Linked DNA regions of Mus musculus: all the other regions are linked to region 2. The links are chromatin contacts, called in public promoter capture Hi-C maps. All regions are on one chromosome and are shown on one strand. Each heading gives the region's core, a stretch centred on a gene start, on an enhancer-like site or on the middle of the called end of the contact. The rest is flanking DNA. Distances are from core to core; before and after follow the strand shown.

Evidence for each region. Promoter capture Hi-C pulls out the DNA fragments that hold promoters and counts their contacts. Capture Hi-C pulls out chosen DNA fragments and counts their contacts.
Region 1: a promoter capture Hi-C map of embryonic stem cells shows a contact between it and region 2. The contact joins the promoter of Rabggta here to the promoter of Jph4 in region 2. A contact is called at or near these places in 8 of 39 promoter capture datasets (cranial neural crest, embryonic stem cells, liver and 2 more), 1 of 115 datasets of contacts at active chromatin or transcription factors (pro-B cells) and 3 of 9 other capture datasets (adipose tissue, embryonic stem cells and pancreatic islet).
Region 3: a contact with region 2 is called in a promoter capture Hi-C map of cranial neural crest. The contact joins the promoter of Nynrin here to the promoter of Jph4 in region 2. A contact is called at or near these places in 6 of 39 promoter capture datasets (cranial neural crest, frontonasal cranial neural crest, liver and 2 more) and 1 of 115 datasets of contacts at active chromatin or transcription factors (embryonic stem cells).
Region 4: a promoter capture Hi-C map of stem cell-derived epiblast-like cells shows a contact between it and region 2, with 2.5 times the contacts expected there. The contact joins the promoter of Tinf2 here to the promoter of Jph4 in region 2. A contact is called at or near these places in 17 of 39 promoter capture datasets (the 3T3-L1 cell line, 3T3-L1-derived adipocytes, the C10 cell line and 11 more), 3 of 484 Hi-C or Micro-C datasets (cortical neurons, embryonic stem cells and uterus), 3 of 115 datasets of contacts at active chromatin or transcription factors (the SCID.adh cell line, neural tube and pro-B cells) and 1 of 9 other capture datasets (adipose tissue).
Region 5: a promoter capture Hi-C map of adipose tissue shows a contact between it and region 2. The contact joins the promoter of Dad1 here to the promoter of Jph4 in region 2. A contact is called at or near these places in 1 of 39 promoter capture datasets (neutrophils) and 1 of 9 other capture datasets (adipose tissue).

What each region holds. Positions count from the first base shown.
Region 1 is chr14:55,718,365-55,723,756 of GRCm38.p6, reverse strand. It overlaps Rabggta (Rab geranylgeranyl transferase, a subunit), which reads left to right and starts at 1,494. Exons shown (of 17, transcript NM_001360387.1): 1 at 1,494-1,556; 2 at 1,857-1,913; 3 at 2,052-2,162; 4 at 2,497-2,621; 5 at 2,794-2,981; 6 at 3,250-3,453; 7 at 3,878-3,961; 8 at 4,051-4,133; 9 at 4,226-4,327; 10 at 4,412-4,517; 11 at 4,615-4,666; 12 at 4,805-4,893; 13 at 5,006-5,094; 14 at 5,195-5,311. The coding sequence starts at 1,911.
Region 2 is chr14:55,113,544-55,119,085 of GRCm38.p6, reverse strand. It overlaps Jph4 (junctophilin 4), which reads left to right and starts at 2,151. Exons shown (of 6, transcript NM_177049.5): 1 at 2,151-3,095; 2 at 3,641-4,190; 3 at 4,908-5,542. The coding sequence starts at 3,812.
Region 3 is chr14:55,851,352-55,856,303 of GRCm38.p6, reverse strand. It overlaps Nynrin (NYN domain and retroviral integrase containing), which reads right to left and starts at 2,189. Exons shown (of 8, transcript NM_001040072.1): 1 at 1,878-2,189. The coding sequence starts at 2,075.
Region 4 is chr14:55,678,404-55,683,937 of GRCm38.p6, reverse strand. It overlaps Tinf2 (Terf1 (TRF1)-interacting nuclear factor 2), which reads left to right and starts at 2,121. Exons shown (of 9, transcript NM_145705.3): 1 at 2,121-2,548; 2 at 2,627-2,713; 3 at 2,849-2,938; 4 at 3,036-3,143; 5 at 3,231-3,327; 6 at 3,482-3,923; 7 at 4,008-4,072; 8 at 4,333-4,424; 9 at 4,529-4,858. The coding sequence starts at 2,357. The coding sequence ends at 4,600. It overlaps Gmpr2 (guanosine monophosphate reductase 2), which reads right to left. Exons shown (of 10, transcript NM_177992.2): 10 at 5,187-5,534. The coding sequence ends at 5,525. It also overlaps the pseudogene Gm25887.
Region 5 is chr14:54,251,728-54,256,545 of GRCm38.p6, reverse strand. Dad1 (defender against cell death 1) reads left to right here and starts at 2,617. Exons shown (of 3, transcript NM_001113358.1): 1 at 2,617-2,914. The coding sequence starts at 2,704. It also overlaps a transcript of Abhd4 not described here.

The DNA.
Region 1 (5,392 bases), core at 245-2,744, 610 kb before region 2:
TTTAATCACTCTGCTTTGGCTTCCACATGTGGTCCTCTGTGTGTGTGTGTGTGTGTGTGTGTGTGTGTGTGTGTGTGTGTGTGTGTGTGCGCGCGCGCTCACATGCATTAAAAATACAGAGCTCCCATCACAGTGCCAGGAGCAAAGATAACCAGTGACTCAGCTGTTTCCCCCACTGGGACTGAAGTACACAAGGCCAGAAGAAGCATCTCTTTTCTTCTAGAATACGTTACCTAAAAGAGGACCTAGAAAAGGGCTGGGCAGGTAGTGGATACTTTAAATCTGTCTCCATGGCTCACGGTGAATGAAAGTAGAGAGAACACAGGATGAAGAACATTGCAACAGCCTTAGTGGCAACTGCACTGAATGGTTATTAAAGAGACTAAAAAGCTTTGAGAACACTGCCACTTAGTGCAACAATGATGATAAAGCTGGCACTCAGAGGGGGGAGACGGGGGGGGGGACTCTTTTTTAGCTTTTAGAGTTTGAAATATCTCTAGGACATATAAGCGAAACTACATTTTTCTTCTTTCTGGTTTTTTAGACAGGGTTTCTCTGTGTAGCCCTGGCTGTTCTAGAATTCGCTCTGTAAGCCAGGCTGGCCTCTAACTCAGAGAACTGCCTGCTTCTACCTCCTGAGTGCTGGGATCAAAGGCAGTGTGCCACCACTGCCCAGTGATACTCAATTTTTAAAAAAATTAGAAACCTCACTATTATCTTAAACTCTAGACCCTCCTGTGTCGACCCCCTGAGAAGCTGAACATTACAAACAGCACCACTGCCTCTAGCTTTTGACCATGTCAACAAATACATATACTGCTATATAATTGTCACTATCATTATGCTTGTGGACGTCTGGACTGGAGAGAGGTTTGGGTGCCATATAGTAACCATGAATGTAGATGAAATCAAGAGAACAGGAAGGAAACCGAGAACTTTTGGCAGCCAGAACTCGCTGATAGCAGGTTGCTGGAGAAACTTCTTCACTTAGCCTGGAAAGGGACTCTAGCCAGCCTGAGTTTGGCAAACATGGCTCTGTCAGGCCTTGCCCTTCTCTCCACTCCCTCTGTCTTGCTAAAAACGTTAGATTGAGTTCCTAAAGCTAGCTACCGAGATCCGTTCCCTTATTCACCTCATCCTAACACAGGATTTCCCCTTTTACCTTTATAAACTGCCACTCTCCTATGGGCCATGCCTGTCTCCTCTCTATTCAAAGACAGTCCTTTGTCCCCTCTTCGAGAGAAATACCTGCCCCCCCCGTCCCCCCCCTCCCCTCTTCTCTTTCCCCTTCTCCATCTCCTGTCTTGTCTCTTATTCCTATACTTCGTCCCTCTAGGGCAAATAAAGCTCCTTTGTCCTGAAAACTTGGTCTTGGGGTGTCCTGAGCCGATACCAGTCCCTTCAAGGCTGCAGTTTGAGTTGCGAATGGGAAGAGCCAGGCCTGCAGGGGGCGCAGCGCCTCGTCTCCGCACCTCACACAGCACGGAGCCGCTCTAGCCACACTGGGACTCGGTGGCGGCCGGAGTTGCACGTCCTGGCACCTCCTCCCTGAGCAGGTGAGTTCGCCGGTGGAGGAGGGGGTGCAAGGGTCCACGGGACGGACGGACGGGCGGGCGGGCACTGCTCTCTATATGCGCGGCGTGTGCCTCGGCCCTGACGGGTGGGGCTTCGGAAAGATCCGTGGGGACGGAGGCCGTGGTTGTGGTGAGCGCTTCCTCCTGACCTCACAGTGCCAGCCGCCGGCCCCCTTTTAACTCACGGGGATCCTTATCCTGGGCCTGCTGGCAGCTTCCGGGAAACACCTGGGGGGCGGGGCCGTGTGGGCGGGGTTCTGTGATTGACATCTCTTTCGGCAGATTGAACGGGCTGCCTCCGGACCCCTCCCCTATCGCCAACGCTGAGCCGAAACCATGGTGAGAACCCTGAGCTCAGCCCCTTTCCCCTGCATGCCCATGCCCTCATCCCACGTGGCTATCTCGGCCGGGCTTCTGCAAGACTGCCCTTGCGAGGCAACCGGCGTTCATATTATCCTATCCTCATATCCCTGGTAGCATGGGCGCCTGAAGGTGAAGACGTCCGAAGAGCAGGCAGAGGCCAAAAGGCTAGAGCGGGAACAGAAGCTAAAGCTCTACCAGTCAGCCACTCAAGCTGTCTTCCAGAAGGTGGGGCCCTCGGAGGTAGTCCCCAATAATACAAAGACCAAAAGCTTGACCCTAGAGTCAAACTGTAGGGATCCAAATTTTGATTCTGTCTGTTGTTGCTGTATTGCCTTGTTCGAGTCACTGGAACTGCCTTCATCTGTAAAATGGAGCTGATGATTGCACAACCTGTGTACGAGTATTGCAAAGATTAAGTGAGAAAATACCTGTTAGGCCATGTAAGGTTTTGCACAGTACCTGTTGCATAGTGCCACTATTGACTGGTTCAGAGTTTATAATGTTTAACCTAGAGCTGGGGAAAGGCTGTGGTCCCTGACCCTATAACCTGTCTTCACAGCGGGAGGCAGGCGAGCTGGATGAATCCGTCCTAGAACTGACAAGCCAGATTCTGGGAGCCAACCCTGATTTTGCCACCCTCTGGAACTGTCGCAGAGAAGTGCTCCAGCAGCTAGAAACCCAGAAGTATGTAGTAGTTCAGGTCTCTGCCCTGGCCCTCGCCTGGGTGCAGAACTGGAGGAGGATTGGGGTAGCCGGGCATAGAGATAGGATAGTAGGGGGACCAGATACAAGAAGGGAGGGACAAGTTGGGGTTGGATGTTGGAAGGCTCTAACCCCCCTTTCTCTTGGGGTCCAGGTCCCCTGAGGAGTTGGCTGCTCTTGTGAAGGCAGAACTAGGCTTCCTTGAGAGCTGTCTGCGTGTGAACCCTAAGTCCTATGGCACTTGGCACCACCGCTGCTGGCTGCTGAGTCGCCTGCCTGAGCCCAACTGGGCCCGGGAGCTGGAGCTGTGCGCTCGCTTCCTCGAGGCCGATGAGCGGAACTGTACGTGTCCACAGTCCTGTCCCTACAAACCTCATGGGCCCCGCATCCTGGTACTGGGTCCTCAGAGCGGGGAGGGATACACAGGATCTAGCACCAGCATCCTGGTAGTGCTGAAAGGGATGGCGGAACCAGATGTATGTATAGGAGCAGTCTATGTAGTTTGCATGGAGGAATTGCTAGGGCTCTCTGAGGAATTCTGGGGGCCGTCAGTACAGTAGCTCCTCTTTGTCCTGCGTCTGAGATAGGCTCCCTCCCTCAACCTCTCTAGTTCATTGCTGGGACTATCGGCGATTTGTAGCTGCACAGGCTGCTGTCGCGCCTGCAGAGGAACTAGCCTTCACTGACAGCCTCATCACCCGGAACTTCTCCAACTATTCTTCCTGGCATTATCGCTCCTGCCTCTTGCCCCAGCTGCACCCCCAGCCAGACTCTGGCCCCCAGGGACGGCTCCCTGAAAATGTACTGCTGAGAGGTGAGTGGGCCTAGACCAGCAGTTCTCAACCTGTGGCTTGCGACCCCTTTGGGAGTTGACCAACCCTTTTCATTGGGATCGCCTAAGACCATCAGGAATATCAGGTATTTACATCATGATTCATCGCAGTAACAAAATTACAGTCAGCAAGGAGCAAAGAAAATCATTTTATGGTTGGGGGGGTCACCACAACATGAGGAACTGTGTTAAAGGATTGCAGCATTAGGAAGGTTAAGGACCAGTGGCCTAGAGGATCCTGGCAAGGATTTTGCAGGAGCACCCAGTCCTGATGGCTGCCTAGCCCCGCTCTGCACCACCTTATTTAGCTCCTCCTCCTCACTGACACACGCAGTTCCTGTGTGACGCTTGGGCTGGAGAGAGTTGGGATCCTACCATGCTGACGCAACCTTCCTGGCCCCCACAGAGCTGGAGTTGGTGCAGAATGCCTTCTTTACTGACCCCAATGATCAGAGTGCCTGGTTCTATCACCGCTGGCTCCTGGGGCGGGGTAAGCAGTGGGGGAAGGGCAGGATGTTTGAGACTTAGAAAGAAACAAAGATGACATTTAAGGTAAACCGAGGCTGTTTCTCTCCCTAGCGGAGCCCCACGATGTTCTGTGCTGCCTGCATGTGAGCCGGGAAGAGGCCTGTCTGTCAGTCTGCTTTTCTCGTCCCCTGATAGTGAGTCGAGCTGTTTTTTTAAGCGCATCGTGGTGAGACCCTGTGTCTGAGGCCATGAGGGCTAAGGAGACTTTCTTTGTTCCCCGTGGCAGGTGGGCTCCAAGATGGGGACCTTGCTACTCACGGTTGACGAGGCACCTTTGAGTGTGGAATGGAGGACTCCAGATGGCAGGAACCGGCCCAGCCATGTCTGGGTATCCCGGGATTGGTGGGGCAGGATTAGGGTGGGACAGTCAGAAAAGCAGTGAGGTAGCATGTTTCCTTGACCAGTGCTCTAGCTCTGTGACCTGCCTGCTGCCTCTCTCAATGACCACTTGCCCCAGCACACGTTTCGTGTCATCTGGACAGGAAGCGATACCCAGAAGGAGTGTGTGCTTTTAAAAGGTGATGCTGTCTAAAGCTCCCCTTGCCTCGCCAGCCCCCCAGCCTTCTCTCTCCTCTCCCCACAGTGTCCCATCCAACTACTTAACCTTTCCCCTAGGTCACCAGGAGTGCTGGTGCCGAGACTCAGCCACTGATGAACAGTTGTTCAGGTGACAAGAAACCCATGGACAAACAGAGGGTCTAGACACTAGGCAGTTGGGGGCAGGAGACATAGGCCCCGGGGAAGGAGGATGGCTTAGAACTCTGGGCTGTAGGCAACATGCCTTCCCTAACCTTCCCGCTCTCAGGTGTGAGCTGTCCGTGGAGAAGTCCACAGTGCTACAGTCCGAGCTTGAGTCCTGTAAGGAGCTGCAGGAACTGGAGCCTGAGAATAAATGTGAGAGCCTAAGCCAGCTCCCAAAAACCACACGGAGAGAAAGCCTTTCCAGGGAACTTCCCCGAGCAGAGGGTCTCAAGAGACTGTACACCTTTCTCCCCCTTCTCCCTAGGGTGCCTGCTGACCATCATCCTCCTGATGAGGGCACTGGACCCCCTCCTCTACGAGAAAGAAACACTGGAGTACTTCAGTACCCTCAAAGCAAGTTGGGCCTTGGGGAAGACAGGCCAGGGGAGGCCCAGTGGGCCATTAGGAGGCAGTGACATCCCCCCCACCCCATAACTGCCTGCTTCCCCACCAGGCTGTGGACCCGATGAGAGCAGCCTACTTGGACGACCTGCGCAGCAAGTTCTTGGTGGAAAACAGTGTTCTCAAGATGGAGTATGCTGACGTGCGTGTGCTGCACCTGGCTCACAAGGTATGGGCTCAGCATGGGCCCCTTCCTCCTGCTGTCTTTCCCACCAGGTTGACCATACCGTCTTTCTTCTAGCCTGCTCCT
Region 2 (5,542 bases), core at 902-3,401:
CTCTGCTTTGTCAGTTTAGGAAGGCCAGTGTTGGCTCCCGGCCTAGACTGCTCAGTTACAGTTGGTGTGGGGACCGATGAGCTAATGCAGACAGAGTGCCAAGCACAGAACCTAGCTCCAGCTAACACCAGTTCCTCTCTCCATGACACTTTTACATTTGTAAATTGTGACAAAACAAACCAGTTCAGTCTCAAAAAGAAAAAGAGAAAAAAAGAAAGAAAGAAGGAAAGAAAGAAAGAAAGAAAGAAAGAAAGAAAGAAAGAAAGAGAGAGAGAAAGAAAGAAAACAATAAAAATAACAAGTGTCCCTATTCTGAAAGAGATGACTGTAGCAACCATTAGGGACAGGCCAAAAGGCTAGCTCCCTCAGAGAAATGGGGGAGGAGCACAGCCAGGGCTGTGTGTCCCATATATTACAAGACTTTCTCAGGACTTCACCAGTAAAGATGTAGATGTCTAATGAGAAATGAATGAATGAATATATGAACCAACTATCCTGTATTAAGTGGACCCCAAATGGACTCTGGGATTTTTGTTGGTGATGGTTGGTTTTGGTACTGGAGATTGAACTGGGGGCCTTGCACATCCTAGGCACATGCTCTCCTACTAAGCTACACATCCCCAGTACCTGATGGCTACCCTGCTTTGTTCTCAAAAGTGCTTTAAATATGTGGTTCCCTGCTGAGTATGATGTTAAGGTGGCTGTGCCTGTAATCCCAGCACTCGGGGAGGATGAAGGAGGAGCCTGGGGAACATAATGAGACCCTGTTTTAAAAAAAAAAAAAAAAAAAAGAGTAGTCTCTGCCCTGGAGAAACTTCTAGAAAAACACAATGTGATTTAGGGATATAGCTCAGCAGACACACAAGCCTACAGCCTGAGCTCAATCCATGGATCCTAGGTGAGAAGCCAGATGCAGTGGCCCACATCTAAGCCTAGCACTCCTAAGGAAAGATGGGAGTCCACAAGAGGATCAGGCCAACTAGCCTGGAGTACATTACACAGAGGAGACAAGAGCTATCTCAACAAGACAGAAGACAAGGACTTCCTCTGATATCTCTCTCTCTCTCTCTCTCTCTCTCTCTCTCTCTCTCTCTCTCTGACACATGCACACACCACCACCCCACTAATATATACATAGTGTGTAGTATGCACACACATGTGCCTGTGTGTGTGTGTACAAGAGAAATCCCTGTTTATTTCGATCTTCATACTCTTTATTTTACCAAAGTACCCAATGTAACCCTGACTTTAGGGGATGCTCCCAAGCACAGACATCTGGAAGAACTGAAGGGCTCGAAAGACACCAAGCTGCCAGCTAGAGCCCAGTGATAGAGCACGCGCTTTATCCCAAGAACCAGAATTCCGTTCCCAACACCAACAAAAATAAAAGTCTGCGTTTAGTGTTCTACTTCTAGCTTTGCCAACTTTGCCAGTGTGCCCCTTGGTGAATGACTTCCCCCTCGGGGCTCTGGATCTCTTTAAATCAGGTGTGGGGATGAGGGGTGGGCAGCGGGGACTAGGTCCTATGGGGAAAGAAAGGCAATTGAGCACACTGGTGCCTCCTTCCCTGTAAACACGCAGGGGCAGGCCAGAGGAAGCTGAGAAGGGAGGGAATGCAGTACGTGAATACCTGTGTGGTCTACTTGTGCTGTCAATCTGGAGAGTGGACTCGAAGAGGTCGATGATGGGCTTAAGGGGCCACAGCAAAAGCCTGCTCAAGCAAACTTGTGTAATTTGCTGTGTTGTGAAAGAGAAGACTCCAGAGCCCTAAGATCTTGGTGGCCTCCTCAAATTTGAGCCCCCTTAATGAACATACCAACACTCCCTTCAGAGGGCCCATCCTAGACAAACTGTTGGTGTCCGCGGAATATTGTGTGCATTAGCTTAGTGGGGCCTCCAGACAGGGCCCCATCTCAAGCTACCTCTAAAACTGTGACAGGGTGGGCGCTGTCTGGTGGAGGAGTTTGAGCTGAATGGGCAGAGGTATCCACGTTCAAATGCCTCCTGGCTTCCGGCCAAGCAGCTGGCAGGTTCATCCCTCTCCCCAGGGTCCTCATAAACACCACTTCCGGACCTCCTGTCTCCATGTGGGCTCTTCCTGCCGGGATTTCTATTCTCATGCCTGCCCTTTCTCTGCAGAGCTTTCTCCCGCTCGTCGCGAGCCTTATTTCGCTCTCTTCTTCTCCCTATGTGATTCTGCTCCCCTCCTTCCCTCCACCCTTGACTTCTCTCCCTAGCTATCTCTCAAGAGTCCTGGAATGGGTCTCCCTCGCCATCTCCCATGCCGGCTATATCTCCCCCTGCCATAGCTCTCACCCCTGCACCTCATTCTTTGTATTCCTCTCGCACTCCCGGTCTCCCCAGCATCTCTCCTCCCCCGCCTGGCTCTGGCCTCCCCCTGCCTCCCCATCTTAAGACTCCTCCCCCTAGCTCCTCTCCCCTCCCCTCCCTCCACCTCACTCCACTCCCTGCCTGCATGCCACGGTTTCTTTCCACCGTGGGGGTCTCTGAGCCTTCCATTCTCCTCTCCGCCTGCCTTCTCCCTCACCTCAGGGGTAGCGAACCCCCTTTTTTTCTGCCTGAGCATCCTCGCACCACCCCCACTGCCACTGACTCTCTCCCCACCCTCTCCTCTCCGCTTCTCTCTGCCCCTTTAAATCTGCCTGGCCCAGCCTCCCCCTTGATGCTGGGTTTGGAGCAAACATTGATTTGTGCTGGGATGGAATTGGAATTTTGATTTTTTTTTTCCTCTCCCAACCATAAGAAGAAAAAAATAAAAACACCCCTTCTTGATAGCCCCCTCCCCTTTCCCATCCAGCCCCCAGCTCCTCTTCGCTGTCTCCGTTCAAGACAGATTTTTTTCCCCCTACACTTATTCTCATCCCCTCCACCCTGCCACTACCTCACCCCCCACACTAGCCTGCACCTTCAGCCGAGGAAAAGGGACTCTCCCATAGCTCCCCCACCTTCCTTCTCTGGGTTGTAGCAGTCTCTCCGGAAGGGAAGGGGGCTTGGCTTGTCCTGGTGAGGTGTGAGTGGAGGGACCCTGCCATGGAAACTGCGCCTGGGAGGCAGCCTGAGCCCCAGCACACATGGTGAGTAACCTGTCCCCTCCCTTTCGCCAGTCTGCCCATCCCTACCCTCATCCCCCACCCCACCCCCAACATCCCCATTCTACCATCGGCCCACCTGGGGCCGGCTTTCTAGCTAGCTACATTTTTACCCCCTTGCCTCCCCCGCACCCGGGTTTGCTAGCGGAGCCAAAGAATCCAGGCAGAGGGGTCCAAATCGCCAGGAAAGCAGGTGTCGGAAGACCCTGCCCTGGCCCCTCCCAGGTCCCCCACCTCCAACTGCCATCCACGCTCCACACTCTGGGGTTCTGGGTTGGAAAAGTAGGACTCGGGATCAGCGCTGGGACCCCAAGTCCCGGGAGGCGCCCTCTACAAGTTGGGAGGGATGGGAAAGCCCCCTTGCCCTCACCGCTTGGGAGCTGCTAAAAGATGCTGCCTAGGGGGGATGGGAGGAGGGCTGGAGGGCGGTGCTGATGCCCTAAAGCTACCGGCAGGGGAGCGGCTGGCAAAGAAGGGGACCTCGCTTTCCACTTGCCTCGCTCTCCACTTGCACCCCTCTTTCTCCGCAGCCACTCAGGATGAGGGTCCGGCCCTGCCTGCCCGCGCTGGGGCCCCTCCGCCCAGCCCCGGTCTAACTGCCCCCGCCCCCAAGCCTCGCCCGGCCCCCAGGCCCCCAGCCGGCTCTCCAGCCCCATGATGCGCTGAGCTGCCGGGGGGCTGAGGCCGCGCCAACTACATGCATGTCCCCCGGGGGCAAGTTCGACTTTGACGACGGGGGCTGCTACGTGGGGGGCTGGGAGGCGGGGCGGGCACATGGCTACGGCGTGTGCACCGGGCCCGGCGCCCAGGGAGAGTACAGCGGCTGCTGGGCTCACGGCTTCGAGTCGCTGGGTGTCTTCACGGGGCCCGGCGGACACAGTTACCAGGGCCACTGGCAGCAGGGCAAGCGCGAAGGGCTGGGCGTGGAGCGCAAGAGCCGCTGGACCTACCGCGGCGAGTGGCTGGGCGGGCTGAAGGGGCGCAGCGGCGTATGGGAGAGCGTGTCCGGCCTGCGCTACGCCGGGCTCTGGAAGGACGGCTTCCAGGACGGCTACGGCACCGAGACCTACTCGGATGGAGGTGCGGGGCCCGGCCCACTACTGTCTGCCCGTCCGCGTGCGCCTCCCGTCGGCCTGGGGCGCGTGTGCTTCCCCAGCCTTCCGCCTTCCACGCCCTGCTATTCCCATCCTCCATCCTCCTTCCCCAGCCATATGCGTGCGGTGCGCCAGCCTTCTGTTTCCAGTATTGCCGTCCGTCCCTCACACCATCCCCCAGCTCAGGACCCCAACCTCCATCTTCCTGCCTCTCCCACCACCACAACCACCACCACCATACTCATAACAAACTCATTTGACAGTTTTTCTTCCTGCTTCTCTCTCATTCCAACCTGCCTGCCCTTTCCACCTGCCTGACCCCTCGCCACTTAACCTGTAATCTTCAAGTCAGCTTGTAGCCTGCTGTCCTGCTTGCCTGTCACGTGCCTTTTTTACACACTGCCACCTGTCAGCTTGAGCATCACGGTCTCTGAGCCACCTGTCCTTCATATACTCCAGCCTGCCCGTTTCTCTGCCTTTCCCCAGTCCACTGACATTGCCAAAATCCACGTGTTTATGCTACTCTAGTTGTTTTCATCTGCTCTTCCACACCTTCCAACGAAGCCTGGCCTGTTCTTTCCCAGACCTCCGCACTCCCTGCTTCCACCTGTCACTTGAGCTTCCAAGGGCTTTGGGGCTACGAATTAGTGGGTTTGGGAGCCCACTGAAATGTTCTGACTCTTTCACTCCTATACACCCACAGGCACTTACCAAGGCCAGTGGCAAGCCGGGAAACGCCACGGCTACGGGGTGCGCCAAAGTGTACCCTACCACCAGGCGGCGCTTCTGCGCTCACCCCGCCGCACCTCCCTGGACTCCGGCCACAGCGACCCCCCGACGCCGCCTCCACCCCTACCCCTACCAGGAGATGAAGGAGGCAGCCCAGCCTCCGGCTCCCGAGGCGGCTTCGTGCTGGCGGGGCCAGGGGACGCCGACGGGGCGTCTTCCCGTAAGCGCACCCCAGCAGCAGGTGGATTCTTCCGCCGTTCACTGCTGCTCAGCGGGCTCCGGGCTGGTGGGCGCCGCAGCTCCCTGGGCAGCAAGAGGGGATCTCTACGCAGCGAGGTGAGCAGCGAAGTGGGCAGTACAGGACCCCCGGGCTCCGAGGCCAGCGGGCCCCCAATCCCAGCTCCACCTGCCCTCATCGAGGGCTCAGCCACTGAGGTGTACGCCGGTGAGTGGCGTGCGGACCGGCGCAGTGGCTATGGAGTGAGCCAGAGATCCAACGGGCTGCGCTACGAAGGCGAGTGGCTGGGCAACCGACGCCACGGATACGGGCGCACCACCCGGCCCGATGGCTCCCGTGAGGAGGGCAAGTACAAGCGTAACCGGCTGGTA
Region 3 (4,952 bases), core at 940-3,439, 740 kb before region 2:
GCTAGGGAGAAAGACTTGGTCCCTTATAAAGCTAGTTACTAACAGCAGCACCTAACTTCTGCCCCGTGTTGTTCTTTATGTTTTGCCAAAGTATTTGAGCAGGCATTCTTTCAGTTGGCCCTCACAATTCTTACATGAGAAGAGTGTTATTACATTGTTTCACAAATGAGGAAAAAAAGTTTCAAGATGGCTGAATTATTAGACCAGGGCCTCTTCAAACTATGCTTCTCTATTTGGGCTATGATATGGAAACGTGTCAAATCCAGACCTTATCCTCCCCACATTCCACTGTCCCTTGCCCTCACCCCCTCCCCCTCCTTTTCTTCCTTCTGTCCCCACCAAGAAAGGAAGTTACCCAGAATCCCTGCAAGCTGTTCCCACCTTCAACAATGCCTCTCTCTGGGGCAAAGAGGGACACAAGAGGAAACTGACAGAGCCCCTGGATCCACTTAGCAGGGCTTGGAGTGAGAAACTCAGGGGTAAAAAACTATAGCCCAAAGAGGCTGTGATGCTGACAAGCTTGAAGCTGACTTGAAGTTTAAACAAGAAACACAAAGTGGAGCATCTCAAGCAGTGCTCTTCAGGGGCCCAGGGGGAGTAAGTGGCTCAGTGGCAGAGGGCCTCTGTGGTATGCACAGGCCCTGGGTTCAGTCTCCATCTTTAGGGAGGCCCTGGTCAGCTGATTAGTTCTCCATGAAGGCTGAGCTGTGGTACTTTAACAGTAACGGAAAAAAATTAAGAACATAAAGAACCCAAAAGCCTCTTCTTAGCTTATCCTACACCAGCCTCTGAAACTAAGGGGCCCTGCACATCTGTTCTCTGGGCAGACACCTCTCCCCTCCCCCAGCACCTCTGTCAGAACTGGAAAAGTGCTGATGCAGCAGCTTAATGGGCGTGTTTAGGGAGAAATTTCCCAGCCTCCCCTTCCTTCTGCTGGCTGTGTTCCGGGCCTCCCCTACCTAGGCCCTGACCAACTGAGATGTGGGTAGAGCTTCAGCCAAAGGGTTAAAGACTAGCTTGTATCCGAGAGAAGGGAGTCCAGAGCATTCCTACTGGAGAAGATAAGGGAATCTGAGGGAGTAGGGGGCCCTTGGGTGTGACTGAACCAGAGGGAGGAGCCCAGGCAGAGAAGCCAAGATGAGCGTAAAAGGGACAAGCTGCAACCTGGCCTCTCCAATATCCAGCTCCATACAGCAGGCCCTTTCATCTCAACGTCCATGATTCCCTGGCATCCCAAGGCACTGCCTTCCAGAACAGATGCATCCTACTCTGCCGGCAGGGTCCTAGGTTCTACAACCTCCACCAACCTACTCCTTCCTGACTCTGATGACTGAGGCAGACCCTCACCCTCTCTCTCTCTCTCTCTCTCTCTCTCTCTCTCTGAGTCCTACTGCTTCGTCTATAAACTGCCAACGCCACTCTACAAGTGTCTCTAGGGCCCTCCTCTGGTCCCAGTACTCAGAGAAACCGCCCAGGATTTAAGCAGACAGAAAGAACGGAGGCCTTCCAGTGTCTTGGTGAGAACAAAGACATATGTTGCAGAGGCCACAAAAATGCAGGCCCTTAAACTGATCCCAAGATGGAAAATCTGGGCCTGTTTCTGACCAGAGAAGGCTGGTAGAAAGAGACTCTCAGCAGAGGTTCTCTCAGCACACTTAAAGGACAGAAGTGACATGTAAGAGAGGGGTGGGGCAGAAGGGAAAGAAGGAAGCAGAGGGACAGAGCAGGGGCCCCGCAGATCTGGAGGGAGGGAGGCCCAGACCCTGCAAGCCAAACAGCAGGACAAGCTCAACACCTCTGGGGACTCTTGACTGTTCAGGAGAGAGGGAGAGGATCTGACTAGGAGGGAAAGGAAAGAACAAAACGAAGCTGTTTACCTTGGCTTTGCCCGTATTTTCCCGGGGCCCCTCCAGCTGCAGCCAAAAGTAAGGGGTGTCAGGACGGCTCTGGAAAGCGGTCACCTTGACCCTGAAGATGCGCTGGACTTGCAGCCGCTGCCGGTGTACCCGGGGCTTCGATTTTGTCTGCACCATGAACCATTCCTGCGCTGGGGGTTTACCCCCCGACAAAAGCATGGCTGTCCCTCCGGCCCCTGGAAAGCGTGAGAAGTGTCACGGGTCCCAGCACCGAGGCCCCCAGCCACCTAGCCCTGCAGCCTAAGCCACGCCTCCCCTCCTTGAGGCGCGCCCCCCGCCACCGCCTCCCTGCTGTGGGTTCTGCGACCCACCCGCCAGCGCTCCGCGCCCGCCCTCCCAGCTCCGTCCCTTTCCGCCGCAGCACGGGAGACAAACCCTTCCTGCTAAGGGTTGTAGCTAGGGGTGGGACCGAGCGGATTCCCGCCGCCCTTCCTCCCCCTCAACCACCACCCCCTCCTCCCCTTCGACCTCGAAGCCAGGCCCCCTGGATAAACTCGCCTGAGCTGCTGGATGGCTTAAAGGGGCGCTGGAGACTGAGGGAGGGAAGGAGAGGAGGCTGGGCGGGAGGGAGAGGGCCAAACAGGGTCTTGGAAGCAACTGCCTTCCACCCAAGTTTTGTGTTCAGGGGTCAAAGTTCCTTCCTCGAAGGAAGGAAAAGGAAGGATTGAAGAGTTGATCTCTGAGACCCTGGTTTTAGATTCCAAGCAGTGTTCTACACACACACACACCACATACACACCACACGCGCACACACACCACATACACACCACACGCACACACACAAACACATCACACACACACACACACATGATCCTTGGTCGTCTGGACTTCCCTTGAAAACCCTTTACTACACCCATCTCTTTGTGGCAGGAAAGGGTTAAGGGAAAATGGGGTGGAGAGACCACAGAGGCTAGGGCCTGTAGAAACTATGGGCTGGAGACCAAGCAGGACGTAAAGGGTTACAGCTCTGACCCCCACCCCCACTCTAGTCTGGGGACCGCCTGGAACTGGCTCTAGGCCCAGGCCCTGCGGAAGCCCCCCAGGGCTGGAGGGGCAGGGGGTTAGCTGCCAGAGTTTTCAGGCTCGGGTTGTTTAGGAGAACCCCTTTTTTTAGCAAGTGTGAGTTAGAGTGTGAGGAGCCAGTGGGAGGTAGGGTCTCCAATCATCCTTATCCACAGCCATATGGTTGGCATCAGTGGTCCAAGACTAGCCCTGGGCTGGGGACACTCTCAAAACCCGAGCTGCCTTGGAGACATGCTCAGTACAAAGAACACTTTATGTGGTCTTGTAGCCTGAAGTAGCCTGGCACTGGGAAGGCACAGTCTGCAGCTGGGGCCTCGAGAGAACCTTACTTTCCAAACAAACCAAGAGTCACAGTCTGACAGACACAAGTATGACCTGACCCACGGGAACAAAGGACAGCTATTTTTTTTTTTAAACTGAGTCCTTTCCTAGGACATCGGTGTTACAGAGCCACCGATGTGTGTATGTATGCAGGCCAGTGGGGAGGTGCACGCTGTGCAGAAGGGGCCCAGGGGGAAAAGATTCAGGTTACTGCCAGACTAGACTGGATGGTCAAGCCCCACCTTTACAAGGTCTCATCCCTGGAATGGAATTCAGAGAAATAAAAGGTGGGTCTGTGGGGTTCTGGGTAACGAGTTCTTCAACCCTGCCCCTCCAGAAGGCTTTGAAGTCAGAGGCTGTCTGAGTGACCCCACTTCTCTCCACTTTCCCTGCCTTTAATTGTACTATCAAAAGGCAGGCTTGGCAGGGCACATCAGAAACTCCGGGTTTGCAGAAGGCTGAGCCCAGAGGCCCTGACTCAGAAGAGGATGGAAGGGTGTGCCTCAGTTTCCCTTCCAGGAGCAAGGGAGCCACACAGCCTCTCCCCACCCCTTCTGTTAGTGATGCTAAATTCTTTCTGCCAGGGCTAAAGATGTCAGGGAGAAGCCCCAGGTTTAATCCTATGTTCAAAGAGGCCATGCAGAGGGCAGAAAGAAGCCATGCATAAGACACTTCATAAACAGATCCTTTTAAAGCAACTTATTTAAACTTTTGTGCTTGGTTGCTTTAGCTCACAGACATGGGGGTAATAGTCCAAGGCCCAGGATGGACATCAGCTCTCACAGGTAAACTTACATAATTCAGGCAATGAATTACATACCAGCGTAGCTGTGTACAGTGTACTGCGACACTTGCTAACTGGTAGTCAGTCTCCTTTCCCAGATCTTGTCTTCCTCCCCATCTCAGCTCAAGCCAATGTGTCCTAGAGATTCTCTACCCTAGAAATTCTCTCCTCCTGGACTCAGCCCTTACCACCTGCTAACCCAACCACGTGGAGAAAGTGGATTTGGCCAAAAAGCTGGCTATCACCCTTTGTCAGGAATGAGCCTACGAACCCTCAAACAAGTCAGTAAATCCCTTGGTCAGAGCTCAGGTGTCCCCTCTGCTAATGTATTCACTGAGTCAAGTTTATTCAACAATTTCAACAGGTATTTATCTGCTAGAAGCCAGGCTCTTGGGTACAGCTTTGACTTGGGTATCTATTTGCTTGTTGGAATGGGTCCTATATGACTCAGACTGCCCTAGAATTCACTACATCATTCGAACTGGCCTTGAAGTAGAAGCAATCCTCTTGTCTCTGTCTCCCGGAGACTGTGATTACTTGCATGCACCAACATACCCATCTTCTCTTAACAAACTTTGATCCGTGTATCCTCCCAGTTCCAGCTCAACTACATTCGTCGACTTTGAGGGGGAGAACGGGAGTGGAGGTTTTGAGACAGGGTTTCTCTGTGTAACCCTGGCTGTCCTGGAACTCGCTCTGTAAACTAGGCTGACCTCAAATTCAGAGATTCTCTGCCTCTGTCTCTCAAGTGAATACTGGGATTAAAGGTATCTGCCACCTTGCCTGGCCTACATTCATTAGTTCTTTACTTACAACATTAGGTTGAAAGGTGCTTGCTTTAAACCTGGCACAGGCTCTTGGCAGAGGATCCAGGTTCAGTTCCTAGCACCCACATGGTGGCTTACAAC
Region 4 (5,534 bases), core at 872-3,371, 560 kb before region 2:
ATGTTTAGTATCTATCATTAATCGCTTCTCAGCCTTTTGGCTAAGATCAAGTGTAGTATCTATCATTACTTTGGGACACTTCTTAGTCATTGCTCCAAACATTTCTTCATCCTCTAGTCTCACTGTGTGTAACAGTAGTTTTTATTTACCTGTCTCTGTCTGCTAATCTAGGCCTTGTATGGAAGCGTCTAGCCTCCAAACTATCTAATCTAGGCCTGGAAGGTTTTCAGCCTCTGAGATTTTCTTAGTTAGGTTTTCACTGCTGTAAAGAGACACCATGACCAAGGCAACTCTTATAAGGGACAACTTTTAATCAGGGTTGGCTTACAAGTTCAGAGTCTCAATCCATTATCATCATGGCAGAATGCATGGCAGTGTCCAGGAAGGCATGGTACTAGAGAAGGAGCCAAGAGTTTTACATCTTGTTCCAAAGGCAAACAGGAGAAGACTGGCTTCCAGGCAGCTAGGAGAAGAGTCTCAAAGCCCACCACAGTGTCACACTTCTTCCGACAAGGCCACATCTACTCCAACAAGGCACACCTCCTAATAGTGCCACTTACTCTCTGGGCCAAGAATATTCAAACCACCCCAGAGTTATTGCTGAATAAACTCGCCCCTTTTTAGTTCTTTCTGACTTCTGTCCATCTGGTTCAACTCAGCTGTTCTGGCTCAAACTCTTCTCCCAGCTGACTAATTCAATCTGGCTTCTCTGAATTGCTGTTTGACCTCAAACTAACTTTAGCAATCTTTTCTAATCTTCTGGCTCTTTCTCATGTTCTTACTTGTTCTGTCTTTACCTGTGCATGCCCCCCCCCCCTCTGTAACCTCCATCCCAGGAGACTTAAATCTTCACCTGCCCTCCATGGGCACTCCACACACATGGTTCACAGACATACATTCAGACAAAACACTGGTCCACATTAAATAAAAATAAAGTATCAAAAGAGTTAAATTAATACATGATAGCTTTAAAAAGGAAATTAATTTCTCAGCTTTAAAAACAATGTGTAACTAGATTGGACTTCTACCCAGAACCATGCAAGCAACAAGGGAGTAAAGTATTTACAGTACTGAAAACAAGGGGGAAAAAAAAAAACCCCATCTCACGCCGGGATTTAGAGGTGTGCACCAGCACACTCTGTGGGAAAATTCTTTAGAAAAAATGAAAGTGGGGCTGGAGAGATGGCTCAGCGGTTAAGAGCACCGACTGCTCTTCCAGAGGTCCTGAGTTCAATTTCCAGCAACCACATGGTAGCTCACAACCATCTGTAGTGGGGATCCAATGCCCTCTTCTGGTGTGTCTGAAGAGAGTAATGTGTACTCATACATAAAATAAATAAATCTTTAAAGAAAAAATGAAAGTGGTAAGGTCAGAAATGACAGAAAAAAATATGAAGAAAACCCACTTCAACATTAACATCCAGTGTAGTACTTTGGTACTGGGTCTGGAAAGGCTCTGAATACTGATCTGGAGAACCAAGGCAAAGTGTGAGCCATGAGTCTGGGAATGGAGGAAACCATTCAAATAATGGGCAGGTTTCATAAAATTCCTGCAAGGTGGGCAAGGCAGATAATTAATTTAAGCAACAAAGTAAAGCTGTACACAGTGTGCCCGGTTCTGTCCTTGGGGAGAGCAAGAAGAGTCAACCCACTAAAGGACTCCATCAAGTTAGTGCTCAAAAGAAACTTGGAAAAGGAAGCCCTTAAATATTATAAACTACACGAAACAGCAAAGATGTGGCACAGAAAAGCATAAAACGGCTGTCATCCTACTGTCCAGGAGAACCCTGACTAGCCCTAGGATATTTCAAACTATATTCGTTTAGGCACCGGCGAGTCAGGACAGGAGGGCGGAGTTACCACTCAGGCCTGTGTTTGGTTTTTTGAAACGAGCGAGCGCCCTCTTCTGTTTCGCGAGAGGAATGGCAGAATTTTTCCTGGGAGCGGCTGGCGGCCCGGGAAGGGCTTGGCAGACGCTGATTCAGACACCTAGGTTTACAGCTTGCAGGGGTGATGGAGAGTGACGCTAGGTCGTACGTCACTTTCACAGTGCAGGGGACCTCGTGACGTCACAGCTCCCTCCGCGGCCTCTTCCGGGGAGGGAAGCCGCGCGCCCAGGCGGAAGTGACGTACTCCTGCGTTTCCCTCAGTGGCGGCATTTTAAGTTTAGTGATCTGGACAGGTTGATACACTTAAGTCACCGCCTGAGAGGAGACTGCGGGGTTCCCGTGGCTCCGCGAAATGGGCCCAGCTGGTCCGCCGACCTTCCGGTGCAGATGAGAGAAGCGGGGCTCCGCCTACGGGAGCGTCCGGGAAGCCTGGGTTGAACGAAAGGAGGAAAGGGCGCCCGCGGGCCATGGCCCCACCTCCAGGGGTAGGTCCCGCGTCTCTGCGGTTTGCTGCCGCCGCCAGCTGGCTGGTAGTCCGCCGTCGCCGCGTAGAGCACTTCCCGAAAGTGGTGGAGTTTCTGCAGTCCTTGCGCGCTGCTGCCCCCGGCTTGGTTTGCTACCGGCACCATGAACGCCTGTGTATGAGCCTAAAGGCCAAGGTACTAGAGAGAAGGACGTCTGGTTGGGACTAAGATCGGCTGGAAAAGGGTAGGTGTTCTGAGCCCTGTACCGTGCAGGTGGTGGTGGAGCTGATCCTGCAGGCGCGACCCTGGGACCAGGTCCTGAATGCCCTGAAGCATCACTTCCCAGCAGAGTCCAGAACAGTAAGTACCACTGGACCCCGAAGCTGTGAGTGCTATCTTGGGCAGACCAAACTCAGGCCTGATGCAACCAAGTTGCCCCTGGGTCCTAGCGACACCTCCTCACCCAAATTTTCCTGTCTTCAATATCCTCAACAGACAAAAGAAGACAGGAAGCTTTTGGAGGCACGGGAAAATTTTTGCTTGCTTGTGAAGCACCTGTCAGAGGACCCGCCTTCGAGCCTGCAGGTGAGAATGGTTGGTTTGGAGGATGTTATGGGATTCCTGTTTTGTTTTGTTTTGTTTTCTAAAATTCATCTGACCTGCTTCACTTTCCCACATACAGGAACTAGAACAAGACTATGGGGAATCCTTTCTAGTTGCCATGGAAAAGCTGTTGTTTGAATACTTGTGTCAGCTAGAGAAAGCACTGCCTCCAGTCAGAGCACAAGAGGTTGTTGAGAAAGAAACACTTTAAGGGCGGAAGGCTGGGTGGCTTCCCCGAGAACTATGATCTTCCTATCTGTCGCCTTGCCCACAGCTTCAGGATGCTCTAAGTTGGAGTCAGCCGGGCTCGTTCATCACTTCTTCGGTTGCTTTGCACCAGTATGGTATGGACATGGGGTGGACATTTCCAGGTAAGAGGATCAGCGGAGATAACTAGCAATTTGGAGGTTAGTGTTTAGCTCTACCAAACCTGAGTCAGCCGAATGGAAGTTATATGGGCCTGTAACACAAACCTGAGTTTTAACCTAGTTCTAATTTTATAAGGCATCTTATTTTATCTTTCAGAGAGCTCTACTTCTGGCTCAGGGAATCTGATAGAGCCCATGGAAGAGAGTCCTCATCAGCAAACCAGGCCAGCATTCCACAGTCCTCTGCCTAAAGCTAAGCTTGGCCCTCACCAGCCAGCTTCACTGGAGCACCCAGAACACTTAGCTGGCCACCGCTTTAATCTGGCCCCTTTGGGAAAGCGAAAATCCCGATCACATTGGACATCGGCAAAGGCGTGCCATAAAGAGCGGCCCACAGTCATGCTACTCCCATTTAGGAACATGGGCTTACCAGCTCAAGACTTATCTAACCCTAAAAGCAGGGAAGAACCCGGTGCGGCCTCAGCAGCTTCTGTGGGAACAGAGCCAGTCTGCACGGAGGAGGCTAAGACTCCATCTCGGCCTTTGGGGAAAAGGGCATTAGAGGAGACCCCACCTGACTCACCGGCTGCAGAGCAGGAGTAAGGGTCTCTTCTCCTTCCTTAGGAATACTTTCCCTGCCTGCTTCCCTTCTTCACCCAACCTTTCCTTTGCCTTCACCTCAGGAACAGTGTGAATTGCGTGGATCCTCTAAGACACTCATCACCGCCTCTTACAGTCAAGAAACCAGGTAAGCTTTGGACCAGACGGCGTTGGGACTTTCCAAGGCCTGTGCTCACCTAAAAGTGGGTCTAGGTTTTGTTTCTGCTTATTTTTTTCGAGACAGGTTTTTTCTACATAACCCTGGCTGTCCTGGAAATTGATATGTAGACCAGGCTGGCCTTGAACTCAGAGATCCCCCTGCCTCAGCCTCCAGAGTGCTGGGATAAAAGGTGTGGGCCACCAAGCTAGGCTAAGAAAGAGGTTTTAATTGTGGTTTCTTTCCTGCAGTGCTGTCCCCAACCCCGTGTAGCTCTGTTATTACCATAGGGGACTTGGTTTTGGACTCTGATGAGGAAGAAAATAACCAGAAGGAAGGGAAGGTGAGTGGGAAGAAGCAGAAAGCCAAGCCAGAGGGCGGGCAGAACAAGGCAGGGATACATGTGAAGTGTTCCCAGTTATAGGAATTATGCTTTCTTCTCTATAGGAGTTTTTGAAAAACTACCAGAAGACGAAGTTTGACACCTATATCCCCATGTTTTGTGACTACATCCCGTAGTGTCCTGCCTATTCCTTTCTGGCTACCTAAACGGTTCTCACTCAGGTCCTCTGGAATATTCTCTGCACTCTGTCCATCTTCTGCTGCAGCTCTGCATGCAATTTAGTGGAAAAGAAGAGGAAGTCCAGACTTGAGTTGCCTGGCTACATTGCTGAAAGCTTTGTAGCACTTGAAAATTAAATATTGATTTGTTTCACTATTGATGGGAAGAAGGGGAATAAAGACTTGCATAGGTCTGTGTAGGTCATTCCTCCGAAACATAACAGGCTTCTCTTAGCTGGTTGAGGCCCTTCTCATATTTACTCCTTTGGCAAGAGTTTAGATTTACATAGAAGGGTTGAGAGAGCCTGGAAGGGAAACTGTCCTTATGCCATCCTAACAGTCATCCCTAAGGCCAGAATACACTTTGTAAACTTGCTTGCTACCAAGTTAGCTTAGGCTGGCGTCGCTGCTTCCTGAGAATAACATTCATTTCCCTGGATCCTACTGGGTCAGGGTCAATCCCAGGAGGAGCATCTAGATGCCAGCCTGTGCTGGAAGCCCAGCATCCATCTGTATGAGAGTGTTTCAAGTATAGAAGAACGTCTAAGCTGTTTAGACACGTGATGATGTCATTTAATGAAGCTGCTTAACATGATTCCCGCAGCCTTCCCTTTCCAGACCAAGGGCTGCCATTTCTGTGTGGATTAGCATCTTCCTAATCTTCGGGGGCTGTCCCCAGGGTCTCATTTGTTGATCTCACGTCTCCTTCCTCGCCTCTCCCGTAGTGCCATAACATTGTGCAGCTAGAGGCATGGGTGAGTAGAGTGAGAGCTGGAACTGAATTAGGCAGCCACCACCACAGGGGCTGCAGTGGGAGAGGCACGCCCTGTCGGGAGGCTCCAGTGGCAGTGCTGCTGCCTCAGGAAAGTAGGCTTCTTGGGTCTACTGGGAA
Region 5 (4,818 bases), core at 1,368-3,867, 860 kb after region 2:
ACATAAAGTACTGTACTTTTTTTTATTTTTTTTCTGGTTTTGTTTTGTTTTTGTTTTTTTTTTTTGAGACAGGGTTTATCTGTGTAGCCCTGGCTGTCCTGGAACTCACTCTGTAGACCAGGCTGGCCTCCAACTCAGGAATTCACCTGCCTCTGCCTCCCAAGTGCTGGGATTAAAGGCGTGCACCACTACTGCCGGGCTGATAATATAATTTCTTAGGAGAAAGAATGGAAGAATCACAGAGTATGCCCCCTCTACTCTCCCATATCTTATATTGTGGAGCACCTTAGTAATGAAGCCTCTAAGGTCTTCTCTGACTTCTGATTTGACTTAAAACCCAATGTGTCTTTGCCAGTCATCAGATTTACAGTGCTAGCATCATCTTTTGCATGCCCAAAGTATTGGAGCTTTGCAGTATGGCCGAGTTTTAATTATTTGGAGAAACAGAGGTCGTTCATGTCAGAATGAATAATTGTTAGCAAGTGCAAACATCTTCTGGGCATTTATCATGGGCTCTGGACTTTGCTGCTTAATGTTTGACATTATTTCATTTAACCCCAACGAAAACAGTGCTGTGATTCAGGTATTGTTATTTCCATGTCATGGAGATGGAAAATGAGACCATAGTGGCATATACCTGAAATTTCAGCACTCAGTAAGCAGAGGCAGGAGGATTGCAAATTTGAATCCATTCTGGGATACATAGTAATTTCCAGGCGAGGCTACATAAAGAAACCTTGTCAAAAAGAACACAAAGAAGGAAAGCAAGAATTAAATGTTAAGTGATCAGTCTCAAGTTAAGTAATTAGTAGTATGTAGAATCAAAGTTTAACACCCTCTTTGTCTGACTCTGGAACTTGAACTTTTATCTACTATCCCTCTGCACATGAGCTTTTTACACATAGTAATGTTCTGACTCACACTACTCAAAACCAATGACCGTATGAATCCCTATTGAGAGTTTAGTTATGTTCATATACTGAACACAAAACAAAACTTTTCCGTATTGTTAATTCAGGTAGCTGAGAAAATCTGGAGTTCAGAATGGCTTTGTCTTAGAATGAGTATGCTTGTCTCAATAAGTGATGTCTTGCATTGATTCTGTCTTCCTAGGGAACTCCTATGAAGATGTTAATGACAAAGATCAAAGGCTAAGACACTTCTGGAAGGTGCTGGGATGATGGCACAGGAACTTCTGGAAGAATTCATTACTGGATAATTAGAAACAGCCAGTTAGCCCATTTGGCCTTAAGTTGACGACCAGAGGAATCTGTTCTACTTGTGCTGAGACAGGGAGAAGGGTTCAATTGCAGATGCATTTCATATTATGTGGAGTAGGAACCCGTCTGGTTATCCTTCCACATCCCACCCACTCTACAGTAACACAAGAGCACAGAGGCTACATTTCTAGGAGTGCAAACTTCTCTCTTGTGAATATGGATTTACCTCTTTTAACAGACTAAGGCTTTCCAAAGACACGAGTGATTCACTGGAACCTGGGCAGGGCTATTTACGTCTTATTGGATTGTGGCGCTAAGTGTTTCCGGGCTAAATACAGATAACAAGCGACAGTAGTTCAGTTGCGGGTTTAGAAATGCTGCTCAACTAGTTAGGCAGGGCAGTTGGAAGTGTCTTAAACGCTGAAATGAAGTACCGGATTCTATGCGGGTAGACTTTTTAACTGAAAGATGAGATACTAGGTTTAGAAGGTCGGGTTATTGTGAACTTGTAATGGCAGTGCAAACCAGAAGGCAGAACTTAAGTTTTCTTCAGCTAAAACGCTAAAAAGCAGTTAATTGTACTTGTTAAAACCTCAAACTTTCAATTCTTTTTCTATAAAATGATTCAGAGGATCAGGTTGAAACAAATATGCTCTTTGGAGCCATTCAAGGAATATTATAACAATACCTGTTGTACAATGTCAGTTTGCTGCTGATCCTGACCCTTCACTCTACGCACAAGTGACTATCTCTCTTTTTAGACAGTGACTGATTAACCTAAAAATTCCTACAATATAACTACAGCTATTGGACCTCCTTGGTACTCAACGAGCGTTTGTTGAATGAATGAATACCTGCTGGCTTAGGTTCTTCGTGGGGCCCAGATTCAGCCTTCCAGTTCAGGATCCTGTAGAGGTCAACCCTCTCCCGCCAGTGTAAACCGGCGCTTGGCCCGTATAAGCATAGTTCTCACTGCGGAGGAACTTGACCTGCTCTAATGATCGGTCATAGGCATCTGAAGATAGAGCTTTTAAGAGAATTAGGGCCAGGCAGGTTAAGTCCCTGGACCGCCAGCTTGGTCTCTAAGCAGATTCCCAAGCTAGACCACTGAGGGGGATCAAAGAGAGCCGGAACTCTCTGGGAAGCGTCTCTGTCCGCTGTTAAACCTCTCCCCTTGTTCCGGTCACAAATCTCGTCGCCAGAGCAACAGAGGGCGTCAACAAACGCAGGGCGGAAATAAGGCTATAGTACACGTCTCCAGAGGGGGAGATAGGCCCTGCGCAGGAGCATTAATTTATTTCCGTTTGTAGTTCTCAGTCTGGGTATGCAGCCTGTGTCTGCGCATTAATTGTGACGCACCAAGGCTGGCCTTTACGCCGGAGCCAATTGGCCCGCCGGTGTGGGCGTGGCTAGGGCCCGCTAACGCGCACGCGCGAGCCACATCGTCTGTGGTCGTCCGGTATCCGAAGTCCCCGTGTTCGTCATGTCGGCGTCTGTGGTGTCCGTCATCTCCCGGTTCCTGGAGGAGTACTTGAGCTCCACTCCGCAGCGGCTGAAGTTGCTGGACGCCTATCTCCTTTATATACTGCTGACCGGGGCGCTGCAGTTCGGCTACTGTCTCCTCGTGGGCACCTTCCCCTTCAACTCTTTCCTCTCTGGCTTCATCTCTTGTGTGGGCAGCTTCATCCTAGCGGGTAATGATTCTGTATCCTGGTCATAATGTCCCACTTTGGCGCGCAGCTTCGTCCTCACGGTACCCTTTGGTAGTTTGTAGAAGGCCGTCGTCTGTGAAGTCACGCTTACTTCTTGGGATCCAGGAAGCAGGCTCAGAAATGTCACGTTTCTAATGCCTAACAGGAGTTGAAACTGAATATGTAAAGAAATAGTCTTCTGGTGTTCGTCGCAATTAATACTTCTCTAAGGAAAAATATCCTACCTTGATGAAACTTTAACACAAATTTAAAGTTGGTAGAGCTTTAAATTAAAATGCCAAGCTGAGACATTTCTATCACTTTGGCCTAATCCCTACTTCATCTAGGAGAAGACTTTGGTGATAGTATAGGAATATAAATATTAGTGACTGCTTGTGAGGAGGCAACCCAATTGATGCTGGCTTTTTAGTTGCCCCTACTTATTTCTGTGCATAATTTATGTGCTTTTTCTCTTTACCCTCAACTCAATTTTTATTCACACAATTGTGTATTAGCTCTTCTTTCTTCTACACATTTAATAACCTTACAGACTTCCAGGTTTAATGAGGATTGCCGCCATGGATTTCATCTGAAGTCTGACTTTTCTTGCCCCATGGAACTGAGAGAATACTGGGAACAGGTTTGGCTTAGGAATGTTACTACCAAATGTATCATGGTCAGTCAGCAGTGTTTTGGGGGTTTATTAGCAATTGTTTTCCTCAGTGAATTACAGCTGGTTTGGGCAGAGACAAAATATAGCATTGGACTTGTCTGGAGACTTGATTTAGTGTCTTAACATAAACCTCACGTCACATGTACACATTCACATTGCTAGGTCAGGCCCACTGGGAACAATTTTACTTTTCAGAACTTAAATAGGCCCCAGCCGACTTGTGCCCCAGTCAGAGCTAGAGCTGCAAAGTCAGCTTATTCAGTGGTCATCATAGTGTCTTTGGTTTTTGGTCCAGTTTCTGGAGGCTACACCCTAACCATCAGGATATGTTAGCACCATTAGCCAGGTCTGACAAACCTCTCTACTGTGCCCAGTACTGTTCCCGACAGAGAACAGTAAGAGGCTGAGAACCTCTTACTTATTTAGCCTCTGGTTATGGAAGTGTAGGAACAGAGTGGGGCTAACAGCTGATTTAAGTAAGGTCTCTCCTGTTGAAGCCACCCATCTTCACAAGCCTCTGAGTTAAGTCCTGACTTACCAGAACTACATAGAAAAAAAGTGATTTGCTGGAAAGTTAGGTTAGTGCGCTCACACTCTCTCTTTCATCCCATCTGTCTTTCTTTTTTTTTTTTTTTTGGTAGATGACTTTTGCTTTTTTTTTTTTCTTTTAAAGATTTATTTACTTATGTGAGTACATTGTAGCTGTCTTCAGACATAGCAGAGGAGTGCAGAAGATCTTATTACAGATGGTTGTGAGCCACCATGTGGTTGCTGGGAATTGAACTCAGGACCTCTGGAAGAGCAGTCAGTGCTCTTAACCACTGAGCCATCTCTCCAGCCCCAGCCCCAGCTTTTGCTTTTTTTTTTTTTTAATGTTCTTTTAAAAGTATTTTTGTGAGCATCTTTGTGTGCATATAATGTATTGTAAAGTGTCATTATGTGTCAGTGTGCATGTGTGTGTATATGGAGGTTAAAGAGCAGAAGTATTCATTGGCTAGACTGAACTGGCTGGTGGATAGAGAACTCTGGGGAGGGAGTGTCTTCCTGTTGTATGGTGTCTTGTCTGCCTCTCTCCAACTCTCTGCAACTCCACAGTTAAAGATGTGCCAGCAAACCAGGTCCTTATGCTTTGAGGCAGGCACTTTACCAACTGAAACACCTCTCCAGCTCCTAAGTCCTGTTTTTGTGCCTGTTGAGGCTGAAATGATCAGGTTTCAGTGGGAGGTATATATAT